Regions from separate parts of the Pelodiscus sinensis genome. Here region 1 is linked to region 2. A link is a contact called in public Hi-C data. All regions are on one chromosome and are shown on one strand. Each heading gives the region's core, a stretch centred on a gene start, on an enhancer-like site or on the middle of the called end of the contact. The rest is flanking DNA. Distances are from core to core; before and after follow the strand shown.

What was found. Hi-C and Micro-C count contacts between places; a contact is called where the count stands out from the background.
Region 1: a Hi-C map of liver shows a contact between it and region 2, with 5 times the contacts expected there. The contact joins the promoter of TIMM9 here to the promoter of PSMA3 in region 2. A contact is called at or near these places in 2 of 5 Hi-C or Micro-C datasets (blood and liver).

The regions. Positions count from the first base shown.
Region 1 is chr4:11,499,378-11,503,272 of ASM4963464v1, forward strand. It overlaps TIMM9 (translocase of inner mitochondrial membrane 9), which reads right to left and starts at 2,584. Exons shown (of 5, transcript XM_006135249.4): 1 at 2,505-2,584. KIAA0586 (KIAA0586 ortholog) reads left to right here and starts at 2,630. Exons shown (of 31, transcript XM_075926308.1): 1 at 2,630-3,164; 2 at 3,447-3,553; 3 at 3,772-3,895. The coding sequence starts at 3,809.
Region 2 is chr4:11,342,109-11,345,991 of ASM4963464v1, forward strand. PSMA3 (proteasome 20S subunit alpha 3) reads left to right here and starts at 1,478. Exons shown (of 11, transcript XM_006135244.4): 1 at 1,478-1,633. The coding sequence starts at 1,613. ARMH4 (armadillo like helical domain containing 4) reads right to left here and starts at 1,387. Exons shown (of 8, transcript XM_075926317.1): 1 at 1,225-1,387. It overlaps TRNAK-CUU (transfer RNA lysine (anticodon CUU)), which reads right to left and starts at 1,320; the gene lies at 1,248-1,320.

The DNA of each region.
Region 1 (3,895 bases), core at 1,334-3,833, 160 kb after region 2:
AAGTGGACAATAAAATGCCAACGAAGTCTGTGCAGACAGGAAAAAGGAGTCTGAATTTGTCCTTTTCTCTCCCCATTCTATTCACAATTAGTTATTACTTACATTTATTATCTTGTGTGTAACAGGGAATTCCAGGCAGAATAACTATTTATTCCTAATTTTGAAATTATATCGTTTAATTTCTGAATCTCTAACGAAGATAAGATCAAATATATTAGCGCCTTTAATGAATTTTGAAAGCCTGTCTCAGGTCATGATGAAGTCTCTTCTCTTGCATCAAGAATAAGTGCAATAGATTAACTTTTCTCCAAAACTTACATTCTTCAGACTATTTCAGGGCTACTCAACTTCAGAAGCCCTGGAGGCCACAATGATATAACGCATGCTGAGGGCCACAACTTAAGTGTTGTTGCATATACATGGAAACATATCTGCAAATAGCTTCTTTCACACCGACAGGCATGAATACAACGATTAAGGCAAGACTACAGAATATGCAGGCCCCATTTAAGTCAGCTCTACTGATATTAATAAAATGCAATATTTACCTTATTTCCACCTACATGAAGCACTTTTAATGAGCAATGACAGTCCAGGAAGTTAACTACTAAAACACATATCAGCAGAAGACCATTATATTGACTTGCCATTGTGGAGCACGTTCCCAGTGGAGGTCATATTCAAAGGATCCCACCTGCAGGCCACGTGTTGAGTCCTGTGTGAACCCAAACCGCACCATGGGCTGCATGTTGAGTAGCCCTGGACTATTTCATACTATTGAATCCTGCATCTCTTTCAAATGTTGCACAATAACCAGCATCAAACAATGCACACACTACTTTTTTACTTCCTACCTGGAGCAGATTATATTAATAGTATCTTTTCTAGGCCTCCAGATACCCTGGTTTACTATACGGCCAGATTTCTTCAGAAGGTATAAACAGTTATGTAATGTGGTGCCTACATAAAAACTATATTCATACATGACTGCATTGGGGAAAAAAGCTTCTGAGTGGATGCATCTCAACCATATTTGTTGCATATAAGTCTCATGAAAGTAGGTTACAACCGCAGTTGTAATTGTGTAGAGCCTAAACAATAACTGCAAATAAGTGTTGTGAAGTATCATTGTGGTCCCTGGAGCTTTCAAAGTTGAGTAGCCCTGGCCTGGTGGATAACGCACAGGACCTGTACTATGGAGACATGGGTTCCATTTTTAGGTCTGCCATTACATTGGTGGATGATACTGATAAATGATTTTACCTCCCAATGCCTCATTTTCCCTGTCTGTAAAATAGGGACAAAAATACTCTGACTTTCTCTCTGCTTTGAAATCTATGGATGAAAATCACAAAGTATGAGCTAAATATTAGTGAAAACTGCTGTATGAAGCCATAGCAATGCCTGGTCAAATAGAGACTTAATATCAGAGACAGATTTTTTTGCTATAGATACTTAAGGATTGAAATCTTCCTATTTTAAGAGCTCTTTGAATTAAAGTCTGCAGGCAACAGAACCTCACCCACATACTCCTGACATATAAAATATATGAACTTCTTTAGGAAATTATTAAAGTATCATAAAATAAATAACCATGAGATACAATACTGTACTTTGGACAAATACTCTGGGCTGTTATGAGAAAGGTCAAATTACATGATCACAGTGATTTCTTCTGGCTTTAGAATATATTAAAAACAATGCTGCTACTATCCTATTTATATAGGGTGAATGACCTTCACAGTAGGTTATCACAAAGCTCTTACAGTTCTTCAGCTATCTTGTGCTTATCTCATGATATCTCACGCTACTGTGGGGGTCTTTAGCCTATGGAATGTAACAGTCTAATCTTCAACGGGCTGTAGTATTTTGGTCAAGTTTAGTGTGTGGGTGTTATAGGTGGCCTATGACATACAGGAGGTCATGTTAAGTGATGGAGTGGTCTTACTCTACGACAATGGATATATTTACAGCAATTCTTCAAAATGCTAAATCTATTTCAGGGAATCAGGTCGCTCCGTGGCACCTGAGCATCTGCCACATAAAATTGCTAGCAACGGCAAAGTCTTTTTAGGTCTCCATGTTGCGTCTTCTTTTTCAGGCAGAAAAGTCTAATCTGTACAAGATCCCCTGGCGTGCCACTCCGTTCCCTCGACAGCCTGAGTAGCCCTGAACCGTGCACCTGGGCTGCAACCACGAGGCGACGGGCCCCGGGAGTCTCGGCAGAGCTAGAAACACGCGAGGAGGCGGCAGGGAACGGGTCTAACAGCGTCCTGCTCCCCACAGCCTCTCCTGACAGTTAGCCCCCAGCCAGGGAGCAGCAGCACCGCCCCACCACACAGGGGAAACTGAGGCACCCCCACCCCGGTCACACAGGCCCAGGGAGGGAACCCAGGCGGATTCGCTTGACCTTGGCGTCCCGAGGCTGCCCGGGTGCAGGGCCCCACCCAGGGCGCTCACGGCCCGCCCCCGCCTAGGGAATCGGGGCTCGCTCCGCTACTCACCCGCTCTACACTCAGCGCCTGTCCACCACCCCGAACACGTGGGGAACCGGCAGCTTCAGCTCCTCCTTCCGCCCCGTAAATTCGCTACGTTTTGCCCCGCCCTTCGCGTGGACACGAATCGGCACATAGGGGTCCGCCGATAGATTTACCTCGTCCCGTGGAGCAAGGGGGTGTCGCTCTGTAAAGTGTCCCCCTTGCTCCGGAAGTGCCTCGGGGGGCCACAATAAGGAGGCGCGGCCTTTCCGGAACAAGCTGCGCCCGGAGTACAGAGCTGAGACATAGGCGGCTTTTACAGCATTAACGCGGAGGGCGGTTGATTGTATCGCGGACAATAAGGAAGGGGGACCACGTAGCGCTAGAGAACAGTCTTCCCGTGAGAGGCGGCTTTACGCATGCGCAGTGGACATGCGTCTCGCGCGAGCGGATCCCACCGCGCATGCGTTTGGATGGGCGGGGTGGGGAGCGGTGCCTGGCAGCCTGCAGTCGCGCATGGGCGCGCGGTGCGGCCTGGGAAAGGATCGGGCGGGGTGGTGCCGCTGAGGTGGAAGCGGCGGGCGTTGTCGATGTAGCTGGTGTTGTTACCTTGGTAACCAGCATTTCCGGGGGCTGCGGGAAAGGGTTTGAATGAGGGTGTGCTGCAGCTTCCGGGGGAAAAGAGCGGTGGGTGTGAGGGGCAGAAAGGGAGTGAGCCTGTGCCCTGCTGGTGGGGGGAGCCGTGGGGGGTTGTGCACTCTGTGCCCGGGGGGGGGGGTTAGGAGAGGGAGGGGGCGTGACCCTGTGCCCTGGCAGGAGATAGTGGGGGTGGGAGGGGAGCCTGCGGGGGGGGGGGAGCAGTTGGGGGGGGACATGCGCGGGAATTTGCGCCCTGGCGTGGGGAGAAGGGCGTCCCAATTCTCAACATGTAAGTTGCATCCTGTTCTCACTTTATCGCTATTGCTGCAGGTTGGCGCTGCACCAAATGACGGTGGCTTTAGGCATATCGGAGCCAGTTGGGATAGATAGTCCCTGCTCCCTCCCGTAGTAAAACGGCGAGGGCTGAGACGCAGGAGGTAACTAGTTGCATATATTGGCTTAGATCGCGTGGTAATTTGTCAGAGCCTGACAGCCTGGTAAATATCTCTCACACTGCTCTCCTCCACCTCAGTTCTTATTTCTTTAATCCTAGTTATTGTGATGTGGGTGCCCCATCCATAATACTGTAAATGCATGGTCATGAATAAACTGCCACTTTTAATTTGATAATCATGTTATTAAATTCCATTAATAGGTTGATTGAGGGTTGAAAGCTGCATTGTGGGCTCTTCATGGAGGGGGAAAGTAATTCCAGTATCAGCCTGGACTCTATGGCTAGTGTCACAGCTGGCGACGTACTTATCCGCTCCACTAGTCTC
Region 2 (3,883 bases), core at 228-2,727:
GCATTGCATGGGGGGTGCAGGCACACATGGAGGGGGAGGAGGTGGTGGAGTGGGGGTGCAGGCACAAGGAGGGGGGGCAGGCACAAGGAGGAGATAGTGGAGTGGGGGAGCAGCTGGTGGAGAGTGGGGGCAGGCATAAGGAGGAGATGGAGTGGGGGTACAGGCACATGGGGGGGAGGTGGTGGAGTGGGGGTACAGGCACACGGGAGGAGGTGGTGGAGTGGGGGTACAGGCACACGGGGGAGGAGGTGGTGGAGTGGGGGTACAGGCACACGGGGGGAGGAGGTGGTGGAGTGGGGGTACAGGCACACAGGGGGGGAGGAGGTGGTGGAGTGGGGGTACAGGCACATGGGGGGAGGAGGTGGTGGAGTGGGGGTGCAGACACATGGAGGGGAAGTGGTGGAGTGGAGGTGCAGGCACATGGAGGGGGAGGAGGTGGTGGAGTGGGGGTACAGGCACACGGGGAGGAGGTGGTGGAGTGGGGCTACAGGCACACGGAGGGGTCGGAGGTGGTGGAGTGGGGGTGCAGACATGGAGGGGAGGTGCAGGCACACGGAGGGGGAGGAGGTGGTGGAGTGGGGGTACAGGCACACGGGGGGAGGTGGTGGAGTGGGGGTGCAGACACATGGAGGGGTCGGAGGTGGTGGAGTGGGGGTGCAGGCGCACATGGAGGGGGAGGAGGTGGAGGAGTGGGGGTGCAGGCGCACATGGAGGGGTCGGAGGTGGTGGAGTGGGGGTGCAGGCGCACATGGAGGGGTCGGAGGTGGTGGAGTGGGGGTGCAGGCGCACATGGAGGGGGAGGAGGGGGGGTGCAGGCGCACATGGAGGGGGAGGAGGTGGAGGAGTGGGGGTGCAGGCGCACATGGAGGGGGAGGAGGGGGGGTGCAGGAGGGGGAAGAGGCGGGGTGCAGGGACATATGCTGATAGGAGGAAGGGGGCTGAATGGGGTGCAGGAACACAAGGGGATTGGTGAATGCAGGACCTTACGAAGACAGGGGAAGGCAGGGGCTGAGTGGGGGTTCCCCACCCTTGGAGAGGGGCCCGGCTAGAGAGGCCCCTGCAGCGCTGCACGGTACTTCCTCCACCCCCCAGGTTCACCCTGCGGGGTTGTGTCTCGCTTTGCAAAGCGTATGGCCGAACCTGGCTCCTTCGCACGCAAACTGAGCTGTTGCCATCGCTGTTGGGGTAAAATTACAAGAACCAAGACAAGCCATCCATACTCACTAACAGTCGAAGAACAAAATCATCGCCCAACGTGGGGCTCGAACCCACGACCCTGGGATTAAGAGTCCCATGCTCTACCGACTGAGCTAGCCGGGCGTTGCACAATAGCTTCCTCCAGGGGCTATTCGAAATGTAGCCTGGAGCATGCGTAGAACTGATTATCTCGAGGCGCACTTACGAGACTCCTCCCCTCTCGAGTCACAGTCTCTGGCCGGCCGCGCCCTCGCGTCAGTGCCCCGTTGACGTTCACAAAGGAACCTTCTGTGGAAGCTGATTGGCTGTTGTGCGGACCAATGGGAACGCGCGCTGGCGCGCGCACAGCCCCGTGAACTCAGCGCAGCGTGTTGTGGGTCTGTCCGGCGTTCGTTCTCCGCACGGCTCCGCCGCCATGAGCTCCATCGGCACCGGGGTGAGTGCGCGTGCTCGCCGGGCCCGCCGCTGACAGAGTTTGCGGGGAGGGGGAGTCTGCGCGCGAGCCTTCCTCCCCCCCGCCCCCGCCCCCGCGGGGCGCGAGGCAGAGCGGCCGTTGTGCGCCGGGCCGCTCTGCTGAGTCACCTGGGCCCGCGCGACTGGGAAAGCGAAAGTGTAAGCGCGAGGCGGGGGCGGGGCACTAGGGGCCAAGGAAAGAGGAGGGGGTTTGGGGGAGGGGCACTAGGGGCCAAGGGGGGAGGGGCACCGGGGCCATGGAGAAAGGGGGGCTGGGGGAAGGGGCACTAGGGGCCAAGGGGGGAGGGGCACCGGGGCCAAGGAGAAATGGGGGGCTGGGGGAAGGGGCACTAGGAGGAAAGGGGGGCTGGGGAAAGGGGCACTAGAGGGAAAGGGGGGCTGGGGGAAGGGGCACTAGAGGGAAAGGGGGGCTGGGGGAAGGGGCACTAGGGGCCAAGGGGAAAGGGGGGGTTGGGTGGGAGGTGCCCTAGGGGCCATGGGGAAAGGGGCACTAGGGGCCAAGGAGAAAGGAGGGGCTGGGGTAGGGTTGCCAGATGGTTTCAACAAAAATACTGGACACACTTGACATTACATCACAATCTACATTACATCTTATTTAGAAAATACCAGACACTTATATTTTCTCGTTTCTATTTTCTCAATTTGTTTCCTGAACGGAAAGCTCTAGGGGCACTAGACCAATAGGCTCTCAGTTTTTTGGTTGTTGTCTTTTAAGGTTCCCAAAATATGTTATACGACAATTCAACATTTCTCCTGGAGTTAGAGGGTGCTGGAGCTCAGGGCTTCAGCCCCACCAGGTTTGTGGATCTCCTGAAACGATTCATGGACCCCCCCCAGTTGAAAACTGAGGAGCTGGGGGGCTATAGGAAGTGAAGTGAATGGGTATGTGGGAAGGATTTGGGGCTCTAGGAAGAGGGAATGGGGTTCTCTGTCCAGCCGCAGACCACTGATGTACTCTTCTCAGCGTATGGATGTTCTCTGCCCCATGACACCTACTCCCCCAATCTCTGCTGTGTTTTTTAAAAGGGGCATCTCATCTGCAGGGAGAGATTCAGGATGCCCTTCTCTGAGTTCAGGTGCATGTTGTCAGTGACCTGGGGATGAATTCTCTGCAGTGGCTGGGCACTTGCCATTCAACTTAGGGATATGCATGGTTAACTAGTTACCTAGTAAACATTCACCTTACCGGTATACTTACTGGGGTAACCAGTTAACTGGGGCCCAATCAGAGCTGGCTGACCCCCAGTCTGAAGCACAGAGCAGCCTGGCTGGGTTCACTGTGCTACATGGCAAGTGAGGGCCTAGCCTGGCTTAGCTGAGCTGGTAACAACTGCGCCTTCTGCACCACTGGCTGATTAACCCATTAAACACAGTTTAACCAGTTAACATTTTAAATGGGAGTTTACATCCCTAATTTATAGAGCAAGGATGGGCAATAATTTTCGATGGGGGGCCACTCTGAGAATTTGGTAAGTGGTCAGGGGCTGCACTTTTCTATGATCTTAACAGGGAAGTGCAGGGTCTGGGATGGAGTTTGGCTACAGGAAGAAGTTCTGGGTAGTAGGAGATTGTGACCTGGGGCTAGGGTGCAGAGAGCTTGGGTGCAGGAGGGAGCTGTGACCTGGGGTTGGGGTACAGGAAGGGGTGTCAGGTGCAGGCTCTGTCCGGAAGATGCTCACCATAGGCGGCTCCCAGCTGGTGGCCCAGCTCAAGTGACTGGCTGCTGGGGCCAGTGGATGTGTCTCCGTAACCTGCCCCTGCCCCATCACCATCCTTGCAGCCTCCCATTTGTCAGAAACTCGCCAGTGGCAGTGCTTGTGGGCACATGTAGTACACAGATCTGCTGCTCTCTTTCCCCTGCTGGCTGCTTTTGCCCACAACTGTTATAAAGGATGCTATTTTCTATAGACATGCACACTGAGCAAGTGCTTGGCAAGGATCTCTGCCATTCTGACCTGGGATAATGCAGTACGTAAGACTATGGGGCTGCGTCTACACTGGCAAGATTTTGCGCAAGAACACTGACGTTGTAATGTACAAAATCAGTGCTTCTTGCGCAAATACTTTGAAACTCCTGCTCAGAGATAAGTCCTTTTGCGCAAGAGGCCGGTGTAGACAGGTAACATCAAGTTCTTGTGCAAGAAAGCCCGATGGCTAAAATGGCCATTGAAGCTTTCTTGCGCAAGAGAGCATCTATACTGGCATGTGCCTT